2 separate regions of the Hordeum vulgare genome follow, and region 2 is linked to region 1. The links are chromatin contacts, called in public Hi-C maps. All regions are on one chromosome and are shown on one strand. The core of a region is the stretch at or near the end of the contact, and the rest is flanking DNA. Distances in the headings are between cores, read along the strand shown.

Region 1 (6,581 bases), core at 1,546-4,045:
CCCGCCGGCGATCTGCAAAGCTAACGAAATGTCAGCCTGTGCTGGAACAAGAGCAGCTTGATGGTCTCTTAACTGAACAGGGACACGGCATTGAATACAGAGGTTCATGGAACAAGAGACAACAGACCTTGGCCAGAGTGTTTGCTGATAAGGGGGCGATCACCATGATGTCTGCCCACTTTCGCAGCTCTATGTGCAGAACCTCGTCTCCTATCTTTGTCCAGGTAGACCACTCATCATCATCAGTGTAAAGGACGACGTCGCTTGGCAGAGATGATCTGTCAACAAAGTGCAATGCTGACTTGGTCGCCACAGCTCGGACTTCCGCCCACTCGGAGAAGATACGGCAGAGGCTCTCGAATTTTATAGCAGCTACACTCCCTGACGCAGCAAGGAGGACCCGAGGCCTGCTGGATTCCAGCTCCCAGCTTTGCTGTACCGGTTCTGATGTAGCCATCTGCTTCACTTGGAGCCCTCAACTGCATTTGAATTACAGGCGTTCAGAGGATTTATGGTGATACAGGAAAACATGATCCACGGTGCATATTCTGGAAACAAAATAAAGAAAATCAAGAAGAAAAATCGTTCCAAAGAAGCAAACAATATTTATGTTGTCCCAGAATTCAAGTGTCCCTGAAATTTATCTAGTAGTACCGCTCAGAGAATAATACGTCTGCATCCATTATCATCAACACAGAAATCAAGTGTTATCAGTTCAACACTCCAACTAAGGTGCAGTTTGGTTGCACTGCATGAGGGAAAACATTAACATCCATAAAAACATAACTAATGGCTCTAATTTATCAATTACATCTTCTAATAGGGTCAAATGTTCATTTGAGAGAAGTAGACACTAGACACTGGAATGGAAAGGCAATATGAGATAATCAAACAAATAATCTGATACCTGATGTTACTATCAATATAGCACACATTATGTATCTGAAGACCAAACGTGTACATGCATTCACAAGTTCCAGTATGATAATTGTTTAATTTCCCAGATTTACATTACGAAATAAATTAAATCCAACGCAACCACGTTTCAGCTACTTCAGTAGCTCATGTCCAAATAAGGAAGTTGCATCTAGCATTTCCTGGGTTATTTTTCACACACGAGAACACCATGCGGATGGAACTTGTTGTTTCCTTTCTACAGTACAATTTTGTCATTGGCATTTCGGCTCCAATGCTAGTAGCCATACTTAACAATTTGGCCTTTTCTACAATTTGCAGAATTTGGCTGAGTTTAGTTGACTCTTGATGGTTGCTGGAGATGCTGGAATTTCCGTGCTCTCATCAAGTCAATCATGTATAAATGGCATGAAACCATCAAAGATATTTTTAGTATGATTCAAGTGCCCAAAATTAATAAGGAATTCTGGTCACCAAAACTAAGCAAAGGTAACCAAGACTATCAAAGTTGTGGTGGTTGTTATTGCACAGCCACGATCACTGTGCCAAGTTACCACAGAAGTCATCCCACCGAAAACATGGTCGATATGTCCTGACAGATCAGATCAGGACCGGATTGTTTCTTGATAGTTCACCTTGGGTAATAATTCACATTCCGGGATGGTGATCTCCACCTGATCTTAGGAAGGATATACTGTATCTAGCAAAGCCTTTGGATATCCGACAATAACTTACTTTTCCTTTGGAGAACAGCAAAACAATCTAATGAATTCAAGTAAAACCAGGCATTCATGCTTAAGTATTTTGTACTAAAATAATTTTTTTGTTTAACTGCTTGATCCAAATTTACTTGCTCAAGTAAAATCTGTTAAATCATAGAAGGTCTAACGCTTTAATTTTCGGCACTACTTCAGATGTGCAGAACTATGCTTATGTCCGAACTATGTTAAACTTACTATGCATAGTGTAAAAGTTTGGCTGCTGAGTGTTTACCTTACATATAAGAACTAAGAAGTCTCCCTAGATTGCAACCAAAATATAATACATATCATAGCAAAAGTGGCTGGCAGTCTGACACGATTATGTAAGGATTGATAGATCGACTGTGAACTCAATACGTCAAAGGAAGAACTAAGGCACTGGATCAGCCCGCTTCGCTTCCTTCTCTGCCCTGAGACCCTTTGGCGGTCGACCGATTTCTGTTGCACACCAACAGCGATTGCTGCCTTTTGTGTCAAATCACACACGAAATTCATGCCATCAAAATATCTAATGTAACTTGCATTTTGCAAACCTATGAGGCATATACTATAACTTAACATTTGTATGGAAACTGCATCAGAAAAGCCACTGGCGTTTTTTTAGGGACGAAAAGCCACTAGTCTGGGCATAACTCCCCTATGATTCTCTGTAAGCATGGAGGACACATGAAACAGATCCAAATCGCTGCCCTCAAACGTAACTTGCATTTCGAAACCACATGAAGAGAATCAACATATAGCCTAACATTTTGCCTGAAATCCACTACTCCCGTATCTGGGGACGAAAAGGCACTAGTATTCTGTATAAGCATGGAGGCCACAGGAAACAAATCCAAAAAGAGATTAGCTATTCCGGCAGCAACTTAATGGGTCCGTCCCTCACAAATTACTGCGACCACAGCAGCATCGCAGATTCAGAGTCCACGATCTACTCACCTCAGAGGCGATCTGGTAGGAGCGCAGGCAAATAAGCGGTTGAAGATGGCGGCGGAGGCGGTAGGTTCGAAGGGCGTCGTCGGCCGGCGGTAGGTGGAGGCAGCGGCGGCGGCGGCGGCGACCGAGGCTGCCCGGAGCGGCGCGCCGCGGGCGGAGGGAATTGGGGAGCGACTGGAGGCGCTGGCCGCTGGGGAGCGTCGGGACTTGGGCTGGTCACTTCTCACTTGGTCAGGGGCATCGCTGGTCCGGTGCTGGGCCTTCCAGGCCGAAATCCTGCTCCCCTACGGATTGGTGCTTCGGCCCTCTTTTACCAGGACTGGGTCGTAAAACAAAAATATCCTACTAAAAACAAATATAAGTTGAAATATGTTGAGTAGAGGTTGTGAAAGAATGATTAGAAAACGGGATCGCCTGGGACTCAGCCGGCTGAGACATAGTTATGTCTCAATCAGCTGACGTCAGCTGACGATTTTTTCGAATTTAAACATGATTTTCTCTCGCTAAGCAATCCTTTCGGTTCATTCAATCTGGTTTTCTCGTTATGGCCCCGTTTTCTTGTCTTTTTTTTAAGGGATGAAAAACTGTTTTATTGATCACTATTGCGGATTACAGGTATAATAGTAGTATCAAAGAGTTCGAGAAGCCACACATGGCGTCCCTCCCCTAAATGCAGAGCATATCGAGCTAAGTGATGAGCTTCCATGTTGGATAATCTTCCTTCATGGGTAAACGATATATATTGAAAGTCACTCCTTCCATCAGATATTTCCTTAATAATAGGGCCGGTTATTCCTTCAGATCCCGAGTTGATTTCTTGAATAGCATTCAGACAATCAAAAGCCACGGCAACCTTCTGCAGTAATAAGTCTCGTCCCAAAGATTGAGCTTCACAGCAAGCAAGGGTTTTCAAAATTAGAGGATCAGTTAAACCGTGGAAGACGACGGCTGATGAGCCCAGGTAAGCTCCCTGTTCGTCCCTGCAGACTGCACTGATCGCTCCTATAGGAGGAGCCTTGCAAACTGCACCGTCGACATTGATCTTTGTCCAACCCGCAGGGGGCTTGATCCATCGTCGAGTATTGGAGTGAACTGGTTTAGGATTTGATGTTGATGTTGCCTTGTTCAGTTCCAACTCTGCTATATAGCGGTTGACGAAGGCTAGTGTAGCTCCTGGACTTTGATGCTCTCCTTCATGAATAAGCTTGCGTCGGGCGAACCAGATCGCCCAGAGTGTTATCGTGATCTTGGTCATCTCGGTCGCACAAACTGATGATATCATGGAGAATAGCCAAGACTTCGCGTCTGGTTCCGCAGTAGCCAACATGTGCTCCACTAGCTCTGAATTGTGTAGTACCCAGACACAGCGAGCCATAGTGCATGTAAGCAGGGAGTGGATCCAAGAGTCCTCTGCCCCGCATATTGCATGCCCGGGAGGGTGCCATATTGCGGTGGTGTCGAACGTCTGCTGTCGGTAGAGAGGTCTGGGCCAATCTCCACAAGAAGATCTTGATTTTCGAAGGGACCTGGATTCGCCACATCTCATCCCAACATTTCCTCTCTCTGTTGACGTCCGCCGGGCCGCCATTGCCTTCGAGCCAGGCCTCCCTTCGGAGCTTGGTAGTAATAAGCATGCGATAACAAGACTTGACGGAAAACAAACCTTTCTTATCCTGGGACCATGACCAGAAATCTTCAGTGTCTGGTGCTTAGAGGGATGTTGAGAATCACGTCAGCATCAATCGGTAGAAAAGTTGAGGTGATCAACTCAAGCTTCCACCTGGCTTATGTGTGATCGATAAGCTCGGCAACCATGGTAGGGCGTTGGGCCGTAAGACATGCAATAGGTTGCATGGAAGCTTCTTTAGGGAGCCAGTTTTGGTTCCATATCTCTGTGGTTGAGCCGTCCCCGATCCGTTTGATCAGTCCTAACTTGAGAATCTCCTTCCCTTCGATGATTGCACGCCATATTTGTGATGTGTTATTTCCAAGCTTAGACTCCAGGAAGCATGTGGAGGGGTAGTATCGTGCCTTTAGGATCCTACCACTTAAGGATTCCGGAGCCTTGAGCAGGCGCCAAGCTTGTCTAGCAAGTAAGGCGAGGTTAAATAGTTCAATGTCTTTAAAACCCAATCCACCTTCATATTTAGGCCGTGTCATCACCTCCCACAATACCCAGCTAGTTTTTCTTTCACCGTTCTTACTACCCCACCAGAACTTCCTAATGAGGGAGTTGATGTGGAGGCACAAACTGCGGGGAAGTTTAAAGCACGCCATAGAGAAGACCGGGACTGCTTGCGCAATGGACTTTATAAGAACTTCCTTCCCTCCCGAGGATAATATCTTTTCCATCCATCCTTTAACTTTATCCCAAACCCTATCTTTCAGATATTTAAAGGCCCCATTTTTGCTGCTACCAACATCTCTGGGCATGCCCAGATATTTGTTATTCAGACTTTCATTGTGCACATTGATAATGTTCTTGATACTCTCCTTCTCTTCATTTGAACAGCCTTTACTGAAGAAAACGGAGGACTTAGCTTGGTTTATTCTCTATCCCGAAGCGTTGCAATAGGTTTCCAGCGAAGAAGATACCATATTAGCTCCCTGACAACTCGACTTGAAAAACAGCAGGCTGTCATCAGCAAACAGTAAGTGACTTACCGGCAGAGCCGTTGGTGCCACTTTAATTCCGTGAATAGGTGATGACTCATTGTGGTTTTTGAGGAGGCACGAGAGGCCCTCTGCTGCCAACAAGAAGAGATAGGGTGATAGTGGATCTCCATGCTGAATCCCTCTCGTAGGAGTGAATTGTTCTAGTTTCTTCCCGTTAAATAAGAGCGAAAACGTAACTGAGCTCACCATCCTCATGATAAGATCAACCCAGGCTGGTGCAAAACCCAGTCTGGTCATCATAGCGCTCAGATATGTCCATTCCAAACGGTCATATGCTTTCATCATGTCCAGTTTCAAGGCACATAATTCATTCATCTTCGATTTGCTTCGTTTCATAAAGTGCAGACATTCATAGGCAGATATTATGTTGTGTGTAATAATTCTTCCTCGAACAAAAGCTGATTGTTCTTCTGATATGATCTCAGGGAGGATGGATTTCAATCTGTTTGCTATGACCTTGGATGCTATTTTATAAAGAACATTACAAAGACTTATCGGACGGAATTGTGTGAGGAGTGTGGGGCTTGTTACCTTTGGTATCAGCACCAGAATAGTATCGTTAAAGATAGCAACTTCATCTTCTCCCTTCAGAATTTTTAAGGTGACTGCAGTGATTTCGGTGCCACATACATCCCAATAGCGTTGGAAAAAATGGGCGAGAAACCCATCATACCCTGGCGCTTTTGTGGGTGCCATTTGAAACAAAGCCGCCTTCACCTCTTATTGAGTAAAGTCCGATGTCAGAAGATTATTCATCTCAGTGGTGACTTTGCGTGGAACCCTGTTAAGTACTTCCTCCATATTTGATGTACCTTCGGAGGTGTAAAGATGTTTATAGAAATCGGTGACCATGTGTTGTAGCTCAATAGCATTATCAACTGTAGTGCCATCCTCATGTACCAGAGACTGAATTCTGTTTTTGCGTCGACGCTTACTTGCCCGTAGATGAAAGAACTTTGTATTTCTGTCGCCCTCTTTGAGCCATGTTACCCGGGACCTTTGACGCCACATGACCTCCTCTTTGTAATAGAGCTCGGACAGTCTATCTCTGATCTTAATTTCAACCCTAGTAGGTTGGGTACGCCTTTGGTATGCCCGTAGGGTTGCCAGATATCCGTTCAGCCGTTTGATCTCCTTACTCACATTGCCGAAAGTATTTTTATCCCAGCGCCCGAGGCCTTTTGCCAGAGCATCAATTTTCCCTTTCAAATCTGCTACTGTATCCACTCCAGGGCCCTGCCAATGTTGTTGCACCTCCTCTTGGAAACCATCATGGGATTCCCACATCATCTCGTA
Region 2 (6,581 bases), core at 1,324-3,823, 140 kb after region 1:
GCCATGCAAATAATGCTGCCAGAAAAAGCTCCCTCTTAGAATCACCAAGACTTTTCTTGAAAAATGAACGGAGCTAAGACTTACAAAAGGTCAAATAATTCCAAATATAATTTAAAACAAGATAACATGTTGAAAAGTATTTTGTTGTGCTGGAATCGCCTTACCTTTATTCTTCGTCTCTGATTGTAATGTCACATGAGCATTCAGTTATTGTTTGTTGGGTTTAGTCCCACATCATTTGTGAAAGGAGAGATAACACGACTTATAAGGATGAAGGTGTCCCCTCCTAACAGGCTAGTCGCCTGTCATAAGTTGGTGTTGCTTTTCGGTTGGGCCTGTTAACGCATGTGGATCGGAAACACTGGTATTAGCGGACGCAATCCACGCGCTTGGTGCCGAGCATGGCACAGCATCCTGGTGGGAAAGGCCGGGGCCGCGGGCTGCTGTTTGGGAGCTAACATAGTTGGAAGTCGAGGCGTGCCTCTGCACGTGCGTCGCGCACAAGGGAGCAACGTGTGCCTTTACTACGTTGGGTTGTGCAGTTCAACGGAGCAGCAGACGGGTTTGGATGCATGTGTTCGTACGAGCAGTAGGATGGTAGATTTGTTAAAGAAAAAAGTATGGTACCTGGAGAAGCTAATAACATGGAAAGTAGAGAAGAAGAAGTTGCGTAGAGAAAGGATCCAGCGTGATCAAGTTTTTGCACGGATAATTTTTCTTCTTTGGGTCTAGTTTGCTAAAGAGCTTCAAGCATGTATGCAAAGAAAAAAAAAAGGAAGCTACGTAACAGATTGGTGCTAACCATCAGGAGAAAGAGATAGAAAAGACCAATGAATCTACAGCCTACAAGAGCACGTGGTTCTGAGAAGCCGACTTCTGGGGCGTGAAAACACGCGGCGCAGGTCTGAGAACTTGTGTGGCTTCGACGGACTATGGCGCACGGTTGATTCAAGGCTGTGTACACATGAGAGGTTGAAGTCGACAGGGCGTGGGGTAGCATGGTCAGCTACATGGAGTCATGTTGAAGGTGGAGTTGGAGTCTAGCGGAAGACTTCACTCTGTGTTGATGGAGGGGCTACGGCGTAAGAATTCGGAGAATCGTAGCCTATTTCAGTGGGATAGTGAGAGACGCGCGGATCAGATAGGGTACCAGTGGTCTGATGTAGACGTGATACTCGGCATTGGTCGGTAATGATTGATGGTTCTCTGCAGTAGAGGGTTTGAGTGGTGTGGGTCTGCAGCCCTAGAGACTCGACCAGGACAGCAGATGCTCGACGCGGTGATAGCGGCGAGGCGTGCGGTAAGCACGGGACACAGCGACAGACCAAGACACTACTGGTCAGACATGTGGTCAGAAAAGTTGTGAAAAGGGTGCTGAAGCAGTGTTGGTGAGTATCGGATTCAAGTTGGTGATTGGGTCTATCGGTGCCGGCTTGATGGACGGGAATTTACCATGGAGAATCTGAGAAAGTGACAAAAAGTTTGAATTGTCACAAGCGGAGAGAGTACATGGCCGTATATTTTGTGGGGTTCAATGCACATGGCAAAGTGCGGATGACAAGTACTGAAGGAGGCGGAGTGCTATAGCTGTGGGACATGTCAGAGACTATTCGGGAAAAGGATGAGATAACTGCGAATTAGACTCGGGGTGATACAAGGCGACCATGAAATTCCTTCAAGTTTCATACGGACGGTCAAGAAAGAGCAAGGATGTTGAGTTCAAGTAATTCTTATATGTGGCATTCAATATGTGGGTTGTTTACTTTCACGCAGGTCATTGATCAGTGTGTGATGACGTTGAATGGATACTCCGGAAGTTGGAAGCACAAAGTAGAGTAATAAGGAACTTAACTTTGCTCGAGGGTTGACTACAAAGAAGACGAGAAGGGACTACAGTTGCAGGTGGAGTCACATGAAGTCTGGGAGTAGCAGTGGTGCTCATGGCGTATCTCAAGTCCAATGTACATGGAAGTTTGACACATGAATGAACTCAAGGTGGTGGAAAATATTCGTCAAGGTGGAGTTAGAATCGACAAATCATTTTACTTTGCCACAAACAGAGCATATTCTAGTGAACCACTCAGAAATCATCAAAGTTTGAGAACCTAAATGAACTAGACTGACAAATAAAGAAATTCTAGAATTCTAGTGTAGTTCATCCTCAGGTAATAAGGCATATCTTCTCTGAGAGACAGAGAATGAAGTAATAAAAGAGAAATGTACATGTTTGTTTTGACACTAAATAATTACACATAATTTAAAAGAACGTACATTTCGTTTTGAAAATTATAAACATTAAAAAACAGTTCCGTACAACCTCGTCCTAACTTTTGGTTTTTATTACTCCTTTCCCTGAAAAAACAAACTATTTTACAGCCTTTTTTTTTTACAGTCTAAATTCGTCCAAGTCAAACTGGGGCTTATATTGGGCTGGATGTAAAGCACAACTGACAAGTATAACCCAATCCCAGCCCAGAACTCCCATCGGGAGGCCCAACGAAGCCACGCCTTCGCGACGAAGGCACTCGGCCCCAACCCAACCCAACCCAACAGCCAACGACTTTCACCGGCCGTTCTCCTCTGCGCCACTTCTGTCCTCCCCACCCCCCACCACCACCACCGCAGAGATCGCCGGCGACGGCGACGCGATGGCAGCGTCGGCCCTGGCGGCGTCGGCGGCGGCGAGCCAGTCCATGAGGAACCGCGAGATCCTCGACGCCGTGGGCACCACCGCGGCGGCGCTCTCGCTCGCCGGCTCCTCCTTCATCGTGCTCTGCTACCTCCTCTTCCGCGAGCTCCGCAAGTTCTCCTTCAAGCTCGTCTACTTCCTCGCCGTCGCGGTGAGAGCATCGGATCTGAGAGCCTCGCTTTCCTGTTTTCCTGGGTCTGGGATGCTGATTGCGTGATCTGGCGTGGCCGCGGCTTGGAATTCGGGGCTTGTGCCGCGATCTGCGAGCAGTGGTTTGATAGTTTTGGCCTGTAATTGAGCAATTTTGATGCCTCGTGTCGTTAGTTTGCACACAATGGTTTGGTGCGGGAAGTAGTAAGGGCCGGGATCTTCAGAAATGTGCGTCGAATTTTTACCCATGATGCTTATTTCTGCCAGTTGGGGCCATCATAGATTCATTCTCACGATGGTTTAGTAGCTGCAGTAGCTGTGGCACGACGCTAAGCATGTCTTATATTATGATTAGCTTGAATTGTTGATCAACTTAACACTTGTTTTTATTATAAGATGAACTGAAGATAATTGAGATCATGTGACCTGTTGCCATTCCCACATGGGCCGCTCCAGTTTAATGAAGCTAAGCGGTAGGATGTCTTTCACATATATACTTGAATGCGGAAAAACCGGGCATCCAATAGGCATTTCTTAAATTGTTCATTTGCAAGAGATCACATTGCCCCCTAGCTCTATTTTATTTATTTTTGTTGAGAATTGTAACCAGTGGAATGATGAGCATCTGCCCATTTTTATTTCGACAATATAATGCGGAATATTTCTTAGAAAAAGGAAATACATGTCCAGTCAAGGTGCTCCGCCTATACTAGTGAAAGCATTATGTGAAGCAAACTTTCTTCATTGCTTTAGCTACTGTATATGCTTTAGTTTTCTGACAGTGTTCACTTGAATTGCAGGATATGCTTTGCAGCTTATTTACTATAATGGGGTATGTTGCTGTCTGTATAATTTTAATATACTCTCTGATGAACGCAGTTGCTTCCTGTCTTTCTGATTATATCCACATCAACATTTTATCATGGGTAGCATATATATGATATTTCCCTACAATTATCAATAGGAGGAATGTAAACGGAATGTATAGCACTTTTTTCTGCTAGAACAAAACAGACTGTTCTTTTTTCTCTTCCGTATTTTACAATGATATTTTCCATGCAGCTTGATTGCTCGGTTTGTGGCAGATTAATTTAGTGAATTTGTTATATGATGTTGCAGGGGCCCAGCAAATGCATTCTATTGCTTTGCGCATGACTACAGTGCACATTTCTTCTGTGTGGCTTCTTTTCTATGGACAACCACTATAGCATTCACTCTTCATCGCACGGTTGTCAAGCACAAAACTGATGTTGAGGAGTTTGGATTCATTTTCCACTTGTATGTATGGGGTATGTATGTTGTTCACCACTTTGGCACTTATCTGCTTTCTTTATGTTTCCAAATTACTTGCAGCGACCTGTCCAACCAGTTAAAAAGCATGCTTTGAATAGATTACATTTTTTAAAGCTTCACAAATTCATAGCTGTTTCATCACTCATCTAGGTGTAGCTAATTTGCCGATGAATATGGAAATTTTCAGACGACATAGCTGTCAGCTGTGTTGGATGCATCAGGCTTTGTATCTCTTAATATTCAGGTTGCTATATCTAATGGCAACATTTATATACCGCGTACGTATGTAACCCCTTTTTTGTGTTGCTATTTTCAACCCTGCCTATGCCAGTTCCAATTTCTGTTGTTTGTCCAATCAGATGCTCCTGCCTATTTATCTCGAAAATGAGTACTAGTGATTGCATTTGCTGGCATCATATAGTTGTAACTGGTAACCAGCCATGTTAGTAACTTGTGCTGCAGATTTTGTCTATGCATCATCTGAGTTTACCGCCCCAGGTGCTTCGTTGCAGATGATCACTGTGCTCAAAACATCCATTTCTCTTTATTATATTTTCGGCCTAGTTCACATTATGTGTATATGGGTTGCTTTAAACAGAGAGCCTCCTTCTGTTGATTCCAGGAACTTCACTAGTTACAACTGTATTACGTTCAATAGGAAGTGATTACGGAAGGCCAGGGACCTGGTGTTGGATCCAGCAGGGAAGCATGGGAAAGGTACATCTTTCTCTTTTATTAAGAGCTTGTTAATTTGGTTGTACACACTCCTGTTGCTTAAACTAAGATACATTTGATCCTATTTTTTCTTATATTATTTGTAATTCCAAAGAACAGCTCAAATAGTTATCTTCCTGAATTCTACTGTTTCCATGTAGCATTTGTACATCATCCAGAGCTGTTACCAAACTGTTCAAACTGTCATTCACCATTTATATGGATTTGTGACATAGCTTGCTTGGACTACCTTCAGACTTTCAAAGACATTGCAATATATTGACAGTCCAGTTTTATGGTCTTCACTCAGTCCCTGAGATGTAGAAATGTTTTCATTGTATCAACTTCTTAGCAATTCCTTCACTAGAATGCCCTTTACTTGCAGATCTTACACTTGATTACCTTTTACCTTCCACTTTGGGGTGCCATTCTCTACAATGGGTTTACGTACTATCAAGTAAACCGCATGTTGAACAATGCGACACGGGTATGCATACAACACACGTTCTGTTAACTGTTTTCTCTTGTATATTGACTATTGAGGGTAGGCTGACTGAGGCTTGTATTGTAGCACTTGATATGTTCTGTTCTTTCTGGCTGTATCTTCTGAAAAGTTGATGTTAATTTGTAGATGGCTGTTGGCATGAGTGATCGATCAAGTCAATCTGACGTGAGGGCGGACAAGAAGGTATATGCATTGTGTACATCATCAGTTTTTAACCAATAACAGACTGTTCAACATTGCTAGTCCATAAGCTCCTTTTATGTTTTTCTACTACTCTATAAGATTCAATGATAAAAAATTACAACTGCTTTTATTGTGAGGAACATGTCACTATGTAGTCCACTCATCATCATGCTACTTTGGTATGTCCTTGATCAGCTTCTTACCATTATTTGCTTCCTTCTGCAGGCATTTAACCGGTGGGGTTATTACCCTCTGATTTTAATCGGTTCATGGGCTTTCGCGACAATCAATCGCCTGTATGACTTTGCTAATCCTGGTCACAAGATATTTTGGCTATCCATCCTTGATATTGGGTTTGCTGGACTTATGGTGAGTCTTTGGATGTGTTTGTCTTTAATTCTTAGACTAGATGCTTCTGGATTCATATGATGCAAAGTTGCTAACTCGGGGTTCCTACTTCCTGGAGATACTGAACCAATCCATGTTATCGTTTTGTCATTCTATTGATAGTTCTACTCCAAATGATAGCCTTATTTCTTGGAACGAGCCCATGCAATTGGCTTGTACTCCCTCCGTTCCTAAATATAAGTCTTTTAAGAGATTTCACGAGAGGTCTACATACGAAGCAAAATGAGTGAATCTATACTCTAAACTATGACTATATACATCCGTATGTAGTCTTTTATTAGAATCTCTTAACAGACTTATATTTAGGAACGGAGGGAGTATTTGCTAGCCTTCATTATAGAACTAAATTGTTTAATAGATTAGGATAAAATCCACCATCAAAACAGGCCTTAGGGTATTTATGAGTTATGACTCCCTCCTGTTGCTGTATTTGCTAGGAGCATACTGTTCCTCTGTGTGTACATTATGTACGAAATAATTTCGTTGATAACTTCATTACATATTTCTCCTATTTTTCATCAGTTCCCCAGATTAATGTTCCCCAACATTTGTAGGGCCTTTTCAATTCGATTGCTTACGGCCTCAACTCCTCAGTGCGCAGAGCAATTGCAGAAAGAATTGACATGTAAGTTGCCTTCT

What was found. Hi-C and Micro-C count contacts between places; a contact is called where the count stands out from the background.
Region 2: a Hi-C map of leaf shows a contact between it and region 1, with 4 times the contacts expected there. The contact joins the promoter of LOC123410972 here to the promoter of LOC123407866 in region 1. A contact is called at or near these places in 2 of 6 Hi-C or Micro-C datasets (leaf and seedling).

What each region holds. Positions count from the first base shown.
Region 1 is chr7H:68,947,086-68,953,666 of MorexV3_pseudomolecules_assembly, forward strand. LOC123407866 (phosphopantothenoylcysteine decarboxylase-like) reads right to left here and starts at 2,796. Exons shown (of 3, transcript XM_045101102.1): 1 at 2,613-2,796; 2 at 128-479; 3 at 1-12. The coding sequence starts at 457.
Region 2 is chr7H:69,085,608-69,092,188 of MorexV3_pseudomolecules_assembly, forward strand. It overlaps LOC123410972 (G-protein coupled receptor 1), which reads left to right and starts at 2,574. Exons shown (of 9, transcript XM_045103889.1): 1 at 2,574-2,840; 2 at 3,640-3,671; 3 at 3,959-4,128; 4 at 4,755-4,849; 5 at 5,232-5,333; 6 at 5,478-5,534; 7 at 5,760-5,903; 8 at 6,497-6,567. The coding sequence starts at 2,649.